Linked DNA regions of Danio rerio: region 2 is linked to region 1. A link is a contact called in public Hi-C data. All regions are on one chromosome and are shown on one strand. Each heading gives the region's core, a stretch centred on a gene start, on an enhancer-like site or on the middle of the called end of the contact. The rest is flanking DNA. Distances are from core to core; before and after follow the strand shown. Region 1 overlaps vta1 (vesicle (multivesicular body) trafficking 1). Region 2 overlaps adgrg6 (adhesion G protein-coupled receptor G6).

Evidence for each region. A called contact is a pair of places that touch in the nucleus more often than the background predicts.
Region 2: a contact with region 1 is called in a Hi-C map of an unstated tissue, with 3 times the contacts expected there. The contact joins two enhancer-like sites. A contact is called at or near these places in 2 of 18 Hi-C or Micro-C datasets (caudal fin and an unstated tissue).

The regions. Positions count from the first base shown.
Region 1 is chr20:40,584,865-40,589,535 of GRCz12tu, forward strand. All of the region lies in intron 1 of vta1 (vesicle (multivesicular body) trafficking 1), which reads left to right. Among named protein-coding and RNA genes, the nearest start is that of vta1, 12 kb to the left of the region's middle. Within about 2 kb of position 1,882, at least 7 of the 62 cell types and tissues checked have an H3K27ac peak or open chromatin away from gene starts, as enhancers often do.
Region 2 is chr20:40,708,479-40,713,149 of GRCz12tu, forward strand. It overlaps adgrg6 (adhesion G protein-coupled receptor G6), which reads left to right. Exons shown (of 24, transcript NM_001369129.1): 6 at 3,486-3,568; 7 at 3,713-3,765; 8 at 3,876-3,890; 9 at 4,316-4,455. Among named protein-coding and RNA genes, the nearest start is that of trnaf-gaa, 23 kb to the right of the region's middle. Within about 2 kb of position 2,458, at least 5 of the 62 cell types and tissues checked have an H3K27ac peak or open chromatin away from gene starts, as enhancers often do.

The sequences.
Region 1 (4,671 bases), core at 632-3,131:
CTAAGGTTGCAAGTTCTGTCATTACAAGCATAGTTTGTTGATTTGCCGTTACCCAAATCCGTTGCTCCAATGAACATTCGCAAACTGCATTGCAAACTTGAGCGCTAGCAACTACAGCTCTGGAGCTGTATTTGCAGTGTAGTTCCTGTGTTCTATTCCCACTTATCGCCCCTATGCCCTGTTCATTTAGAACCTTCTAACATTTGAACGTTGAATGATTAAAAAAAACATTAAAGTCATCTTTCTTAGGTCTAATTTGCTTTCAAACTATTTTTACATTTCAGTTTTAGCGATCTTCATGTTTATAATTGTGCTCCCTTCGCAGTGCACTTTGAAAGCTTTGATGTCATTTTGAACACAGCCTCAAGCGAAAGCTATAGGTGACCTATTATTTAAAAGCGAATTTATATTACGTCTCCAAAGCTTGTGAAAACAAAAAGCATATGTTAATTATTTTAATTTATAGTGGGTTGTTTATTAAGTATCTGTACTGTATATGACATGGGCCTGCCGGTTAGAACTTTCTGCCGTGGTTTACAAGTGTCAAATTGTAAATGTAGATTTTTATAAAAAATAATAAATAAGCGGTACCCTACTTAATAATAATAATAATTATAATAATAATAATCATCATCATTATTAAATTGTTTTTTTTTCAGATCCTAATATATAATAAATTACATTTCATTTTATAATAAATTGCCTTAGTATTATTTATTCATTCATATGATTTATATATGATATTAGAATAGATGTTAGCTTTTGTAAGTGATTTGTTTTAGAATAAGATATGTCACTCTCAATAATATTTGTAAAATAAACAAATATTTGTGTATTTGTGCCATTTACAAATATTTCAGTTAATATAGAAAACGAATGCATGTTTTAACCAAAAAAAATATTGAAGAACTACGTCGTTCTTTTTTCAAACGATGCATTGTACCATGATAGTTCAGCCTTAAGTTGTGTCGTTGTTCAGGAAACGCACCCCAGGATAGGGTGATTAGGCAAGTTATTGTATAAGGATGGTTTGTTCTGTAGACTACCAGAAAAAATATATAGCTTAAAGGGGCTAATCATTTTGACCTTTAAAATGGTTTTAACAAAATTAAAATGACTAAAAATGAGACTTTTGGGAAATATATAAAAAAAGAGGGGGCTAATAGTTTTGACTTAAACTGTATATGCTGAGCCATATATATTATGACGATGCATCTATGACTTTTGCTTATCATATTTTCTTCAATATCTAAAAAGTTTAAACAATTTTGTAATGGGAATTAAAGTTTTATATATATATATATATATATATATATATATATATATGTGTGTGTGTGTGTGTGTGTGTGTGTGTATATATATATATATATATATATGTGTGTATATATGTTTACACTTTTTATATATATATATATATATATATATATATATATATATATATATATATATATATACTTAGTCATTTTGATGCCTTGTAGTGTATTCTTACAGCCTTAATTTTTTTATTGCACAATCATTTCAATGATATAATAAATGAAAGGACAAATTTTGTTCTACTTCAAAGTGCTGGTAATAGAAACTGTTTTTTCAAGATTAAGAGGATTAATGTTTCCTATGAAGGCATCGTAATGTGCAACATCCATGTGCGCAGTGGCAGATTAATGTGGCCATCTTTAGTTGTGCTCTTCTGATGCTTGTTTCTGCTCTGGCTTCTGTCTCTTTGACAGAGCTTCAGTTCTCTGATTGGCACCATGCTGTAAACCTATGGAAAAGGCCCTCTTTGACATTGTTTTCCTTCCTTCTCGCTGGACCTTATCCAGTCTTCAGACTGAGCAGCAGCTACATAATAACATCCTTGTAGTAGGGAAAGCAGTGTGCGCGGGCTGACATTCCTGAATATACAATTCGGTTCTTACTGCAGATGTCAGTGAAATACTCGGGCATGTCCTCGACTGAAGAGTCACGCTGTCTTTCGTCTGTCAAACGTCAAGCTTGCGTTAATGCTTACTCGGCCATAATGAGTTTCTGAAATATTGTAGAGCGCTTTGTTGTCCCTAAATGGGTGCAATCTGGTGTGCAGCCTGGGCATGCAAAAAGCCTGATCAACACTTTTCATTCAGGCTATACTACTGAATTAAACCCAGATTGGCTAAAGGCCCTCATATACTATAGTTGAAATCAAAGAATTAACTCCAAACTTTTATGTTTCATGAGTTTGAAACAGTTTAACAGTTTAATAGTGAATTTGTAAGAGAATGTAAAGGTCCACCCTAACTGGTAAACCCCTTCAAAGTACCATTGGTCAGTGGTGGTTGAGTAATAGGTGTGCTTTGTGACTCCTCCTCCTTTACATAAAGCTTTTTCTATTTCCTCTTATCATGTGCGCCAGAGTAGATGCTTTTTAGGAGAAACTAAAATGGCATTTTAATCAGAAGAAACACTAGTTTTTTAACATTTTTTAATTTTTAACACTTTTAAAAGCCGTTACACTAAGCACAACACAAAAAGTGAGGTAAACTGACAAACTGTACTTTCGCAATGGTCAAATACATAATTGAACAATAATTTTTTTTGGCTGCCTGAACACTTATCCTTTTTTTTTTTTTTTTTAATACTGGTATTAAAGGGCACCAATTATGAAAATCATGTTTTGTAAGATGTTAGGACAGAACTGTGTTTAGGTATAGTGTTTTCACAGTCATATTGGAGTAAATTATTATTATTGTTATTTTTAATTTCTTGGCTTTAAAATAGGATCCAAATCGTTCCCATTTTGAGGCCCACTGCAACGTGATGTAGGAGTGTGGTTTCCCCGCCCACCGTATTGATTGCCAGAAAAGTAATAACATGTATCCGTAATAACACATAATCATATTAACAAGACAAGACGTGTGCAAAGCATCTGCTGTTAAAAGATCTCTTCAGCTCTCTGTGAACATCAGTCATCAATAAATTCGATCAAGTATGAGTTTTACTGGTTAGTTTTTAAAACTGTGCATGTTTGTTATGAATTAAGGTGATATTACCATCTTTTATCACCATAGCCGCATGCCAGTACAATTATAAAAGAGGACGCTTTAATCTCAGTGTGTGGTTGTTAAATCAAGTTTATTTTGTACATCAACATAACAGATATCCACACAGCAGTGGATATTAACACATATCCTGTCACATTTGCATGCAATAACTGTGCAAAGTTAAACGTACACAATGTGTGTGTGTGTGTGTCCACTGTGTGTATGTCTGTGTGCGTTCATTGTAACTTTTTAATGACATTGTGTGTGACTCACTGTTGCAACTCCCCAACAAATACATCAAATAATCATTGGGAAAGTTCTTACTGTAGTATTTCTCTCAAATGTTACGTGAGATCTCCTTCTCTCATGTCTGTCACTGTGACGGAGATTGAGGCACACTCTGACAGGCACGTGGGAATGGTGGGCAGGGAGAACTAGCATTAAAGGCACAGGCAACAAAAACAGCTACATTGTGTTCAGAGCAGAAAATTTTAACATTCTTAAAGGTATAATAAATAATCTGATGGGTGTTTTGAGCTGAAACTTTACAGACACATTCTGGAGACACAACACTTATTTTAAATCTTGAAAAAGAAAATGGGTGCCCTTTAAAGGCAAAATATGTACATATTTTCCCATTACATTGTCCAAAAACAACTAGAACAGTATTATATTTTGCAGACTGATGTTCTTGTATTATACAAAAAAAATAAGATTTAACTTGTAACATGGATCGTGTCCTCTATGCTTATGACATCATACACCCTCATTTTCCGGTTTGGATTTATAAACAACAAGGAAACCTCAAAGACACTTTAATATATAATTCTTTTTTTATTTGACCGCTAGAGCAGCATTATAACGGAACCTTAAAATGTATTTAGTATGATAAAGCAGCGCAGTTTCTTTCAAGCAGTGCACTGTCATTCATTCATTTTCTTGTTGGCTTAGTCCCTTTATTAATCTGGGGTCGTATGGAACAAAATCAATGCCTAAAGTCTTGAATTAAAAAGCTTGTTGAATATCACAAACTGAAAAAAATAATACACCGTATTAACAAGTTCTTGCATTTTAATGACTTGAATTCCAGGGTTTGTATTTTTAGGTCCTGAATTTTAACATATCTGTTTATTTAAGCTGTGAATATTTCAACGAAAAATATTTCAAACACGTTTTCATACTTAAAAATTCAATAATTCATATTCAATTTTCAGATTTCACTTAAAAAATATTCAATACCCTTTAAAAATACGATGTATAATATTCTAAAGGTCATTTTCAGTTCATTTTATTTCAGTTCTAATATTCGCTTCCATAAATTCAGTGGATCAAATTCGACTGATAAAATTCAACATTACATCCGTGAACTGCAGGAGAAGCAATAGATTGCAGATTGAAGATCGCCAGCTGCTCTAGCTTTCACCAGCAGGTGGAGATGGAATAATGTAAGATTTTTAACCCAGTAAACAGGCGAGAAAAAGGCTAATAGAGGCAAAAAAGTAGCATTTAATTTTAATATCAATGCCTTGGACATTATAAATAATAAAAAGTATGAGTAAAATGAGTAAATGAGGTTTTAGTCATCTATATTTGCCCTTATGTAACGGAAGCCAGCTGGTGATCGCGTAAAGCTCACTCCTCGGATCCAGGGACA
Region 2 (4,671 bases), core at 1,208-3,707, 120 kb after region 1:
AGCATGACGAATGAATCCCACTGGCTGAAAACATCCACAATGACCTCTGTTGCCAAGAAAACAGACTCTACAAGCATGAGGCCGGCCTATTCCCAGGTGAAGCCTCCATGGCAACCAGACGCTCACAATCAGACTGAAGACTTTGAGTCTTTCCAGGTGGCGTCACTCAGTAATCGTAAGAATAAGCCAATAGCTCCCCAAGTGGTTGTGAGTGACAGTGACAAAAACCTCACAGAGATACTCGATTACCCATCTGGTTTTGGACCAGAGGCGTTTTTTTATGACATTGACTTGGATGATGATGTCTTCAGCCTGTTTGACTTTGATTCCACCTACTCCCTGGATGAAAGCTTGGCCCCTGCCACCCCCCACAACATGTCTTTCCTAGAAATAGAAAGTGTGCCTACTGTCAACACTACAAGTTTTGCACCGGTGAGACAGGCTGTTAGCAAACAGGAACATTTAGAAAGTCACTCAGACCTTAGTTTACCTTGGGCTATGTCAGAGTTGGCACAGGTCTCAGAACGGCTGGAGACAGACAGCAGCTGGACACTTATCCCTTCCTCCTCAATGAGTCCGGGAGTAACAGGTGTGCAAATGATCCAGTCTGAGCTCAAGAGTCTCCCTGGCCAAACAGCAGCACCACCAGAGTGGTCGCCCACACACCTTGTGGATATAAAGCTAACAAGCACCGTGGCCTGGGGCCTGTCGAAGGAAACTGCCACCAAGGACACTGTTAAAGATGTGCAACATGATCAGAAAAAGTCCACAATGGTTACACATGGCAAGATGGAATCTTTAACAAAAGGTTACGGCAGGACAAACTTGTCAGAAACTGATTATAGTCTAACCGATACCACCCCTTTTCTTTTTTCATCAGCCTCCCAACAGAGCTCTTTCGACTATCTCCCCAATCAAACTATTTTACTCATAGAGCCTTTGGCAGCGAGCCCTCTCACTCCTCAAGGCAGCTATACCCTCACAACAGAGACACTTGTTATCTCCTCTCTCTCCCCCTCTCATAGTGTCGAGCCAGTGGCTGAACTGCTTATGGATTCAACCCACAGCGCTGCCACTCTTATTGAGCCTCAGAGTTCAATGCCTACTGAAGGGGTTCAAAGTGACTTCTTAATGACACAGGCCATCAGACCCAGTCCGTTGTCTTCCTTGCCGCACACTGATGTTTTCCCATCTCTGACACCTGGCTCAGCCCAAATTCTCTTTATCTCAGATCCCAAAAACAACACTGACCTGGTTTTACCCTCAATGAACAATCAGTTTATCCTCTCTGAAAACCCTCAAGTCGTTCACTCCAGCCAATTCCCAAATTCTAGGGTTTTCACTTTGTATCCGAGCATCGCAGGTGGCATTTCTACGTCAGTAGACGGCAGCTGGTCCAAATCAGAGTCACCTCTGGCGCTGGAGCCGTCGCTTATACACAGATTGCCAGAGACCCTTTTCAGAGGCTTAAGCAGGCAAGGCGATGTTAATCCTTCAGAGGTCGATCTGAGGGACTTGTCACATATGCCTCATATTTCTGTCAATGCTAGTTCAGAATTACCAAACAGTTCTGCGGTGGCCCTGACAGATGAACAGAGAGGCTCTCAGTCTTGGCCCGTTAATTCAGATGCCCAAACTAAAGCAGAGAGGATTAATATATCTCCCAGTTTGCCCTCCCTCAACATTTTGGACTCTGTACGTGGCATGGTCACATCGACATGGTCAGCCAACACCACAGCTGACAGGGAAAGTTCCCAAATTTCATCAACTGAAATATTTCCCTCACATTTCCTCAATTCAATAAGAAACCATAGACCAGATGAGGCCTCACCTTATGAAACCAAATTCAGATATCAGTCAGAGACAATAGACATTTCTAACTTCATAGAACCAGGCAATGTCTTTCCTTCTCGCTCTAAAGAGAAGGTTTACCATGATAGATTTATTATTTCTAGTGCTTACACTCGAATCAGCAGTACAACCCACAAATACATTGAAGCCACCCCTACCACATGGCCCTTAAAAACAACTCTGAACATCCCAGATGTCTCTAAGTCATTTAAGAAAAAGCAGATTTCGAACACTATTCAAGACTATGAATTGTTTAAAATAAATATGCACACAATTGAACCATTCCACACTCAACCTCATTTGCAAATAACTATGACTTATGCAGATCTGTCATCTCATACACCACCAAACACTCCTCTTCATCAATTTCACACTTCTATAAGCAGCATGCCATCAGTACTTGAATGGACTGCCTCCATTTCAGTCTTTCAACCATCCAAATCAATACACATCTCAAGCGGCTACAGTGAAGACCTGCTGGACGCTAAACATGTCCACTCTTCAACAACAAAGTGGCCATTTTGGGCCAAGAATGAATCAGCAAACCCCTCCAGCCACAGCCACAATGTGCTCGTTGTTCAACCCGCCACCACAGATACCAAGACGCATCCGACTCCAGCTATTGACGACCAGCCTTTTGTCCCAACAAATGGCACAGCCGCCACCCCAGCCAATGGAGTCATCCCAAGTTTTGGCTCGGTGCACGCTGGTGCCACCAATGGGACCACTACAGACCCTCATGAACTGGCCCCATGTCCATGTAAAGCTCCCTTTCATATTACATGTCTGTGTGGACTTTCAGCCGGGAACAGTATGTTTTCCAATAACGATCTAGACCTTAGAAAGAGAAATAGTTTCTTTTATTACTGAATCCTGACTTTCTGAGCAAGTGAACGAATCGTAGAATGATGGTTACCCAATTGTGGGGAAAAATGAGGGTCTTCTTGCTGTGCAGATTAAAATCCTATTTGATTTACTAGAGTATATTAACCATAGCCAGTTCTGACAATCATTGATTTTCAGCCCTCTTAATGTACTGATTTGCTCACTCAGATCGAGTGCATAGCTCTCTTGAAATTATCCAGATTTATATCATTCTTCCTTCTTAGGAGACTGCCATATTTAATCATTTATTTCACCTTGACCATTTTAGTTTTACTTCAAGAAGGATTTGCTCTCTGACAATTTTACGAGAGAATCCTTGTGTGGATTGAAAGTACAGTGTGCTATCTTAAGAAGCTGTCTCATATTTTCAATTTGTGAAGTCAGTTTTTGAAATGTTATTATATCTGGAGTCTCCTAAGAAAGCCTTGGCATGGTGTAGTACTGCATCATAAAGTAGTCCAGCACTAACAACTCAAGATACATGAGAGCCATCTTGTGGTAGAAGTGCAGCATAGCAGTAGCTCTCAAAATGCATTGCTTCATGTACCGAGAATGTGATTAATGGCAAATCCTCTATACTGAACTTGTTTATGTAAGACTTTGGGTTGATTTGGTTTAGCAGACTGATTTTAAGATCTGTTTGGTAATTACCAAGACATAGACTACTGCTATGCATCACAGAAATAAAGCAAGTGAATTAAATACCTTTTTTGACGTGCAACTAAAAATTTCTTTATCTACTATTACAGAGGATATTTTCTACAGATCAACCCTTGTGGTTACTGATGAACAAACTCCAGATAGAGATGCTACGGCGATAATATCTCAATGGGTATATTTTTACACTTTTCTTATATATTTGTTTTCTTTTACTGTTAAATGCATTTTAAATGGCTGTTACAAAGCTACTGAAAATTATTATAGACTTTTATTTTACACTTAAATTATTATACACATGTTTTTTGATGTTTTACAGCTCAATCAGACATTTCAGAACTGGATGTATAGAGTTTATGTTGATGGCATCAGGTATGGTTCTTTTAAAAATCTAATTATAACAGTAAACATTCATTTTTTCTTTAACTAATGACTTTTACCATTTGAGTTTTTAGTCTTCAGCTTATCACTGTTCTCTCAAGGATCACAACCACACGGTAAAACATTTCAGACTGCTTATTTATATTTTTATTAAAAAGATATTCCATTAGGCTAATTGGTAACACTTTATTTAATTGGTCCAGTTGAGTGTTAGACTGTCTGCTTAATATCTGTTGATACTGCTCCTTCAACAGATGTTTAACTGACTATAAGAAACTTTGCAAGTACACGTCAGCTTACACTAACCCTTATCCCTAACCCCAACCCCAACCTGACAGTCTACTTGTAATCTAATGAGAATTCGTTGGCATGTTAAACTCAACAACTTAATTTCAACAATTTAAGCTGGCAACTTAAATTCAGCAAATGGACCATCAAAATAAAGTGTTACTGCCTATTTATATGCATATATATATATATTTTTTTTTTGCTAATCTATCGAAACAGATTTGTTGTTGATGTGATATTGCATTTTTCACAGACAAATCTACTTGGCGCTACTGGTGTATAAGAATACCACCGATGTGAATCTGGCAGAGGTGGAGATTGAGAGCATGCTGAGAAGTGCCCCTGCTATTGGAAATGGCTTGACTTTAGACAGTGTTACCGTGAACTTAATGGGTATGGCATGCTTTACAGTGACAATTCAGTAACCATAAATAATGAGTATTTTTGCTTGGATATTGTTTAATAACGTGATATTTTTAGTGTTTTAATTAATATGAATTAATACAAATTAATATTACTGAGCTCTTCTTAAATATAGGTAATGTTGTATTTGTCTTGATACCTATAAGTGCATTTTGAAGTCATTAAAGATGAGATATACAGTGCTCA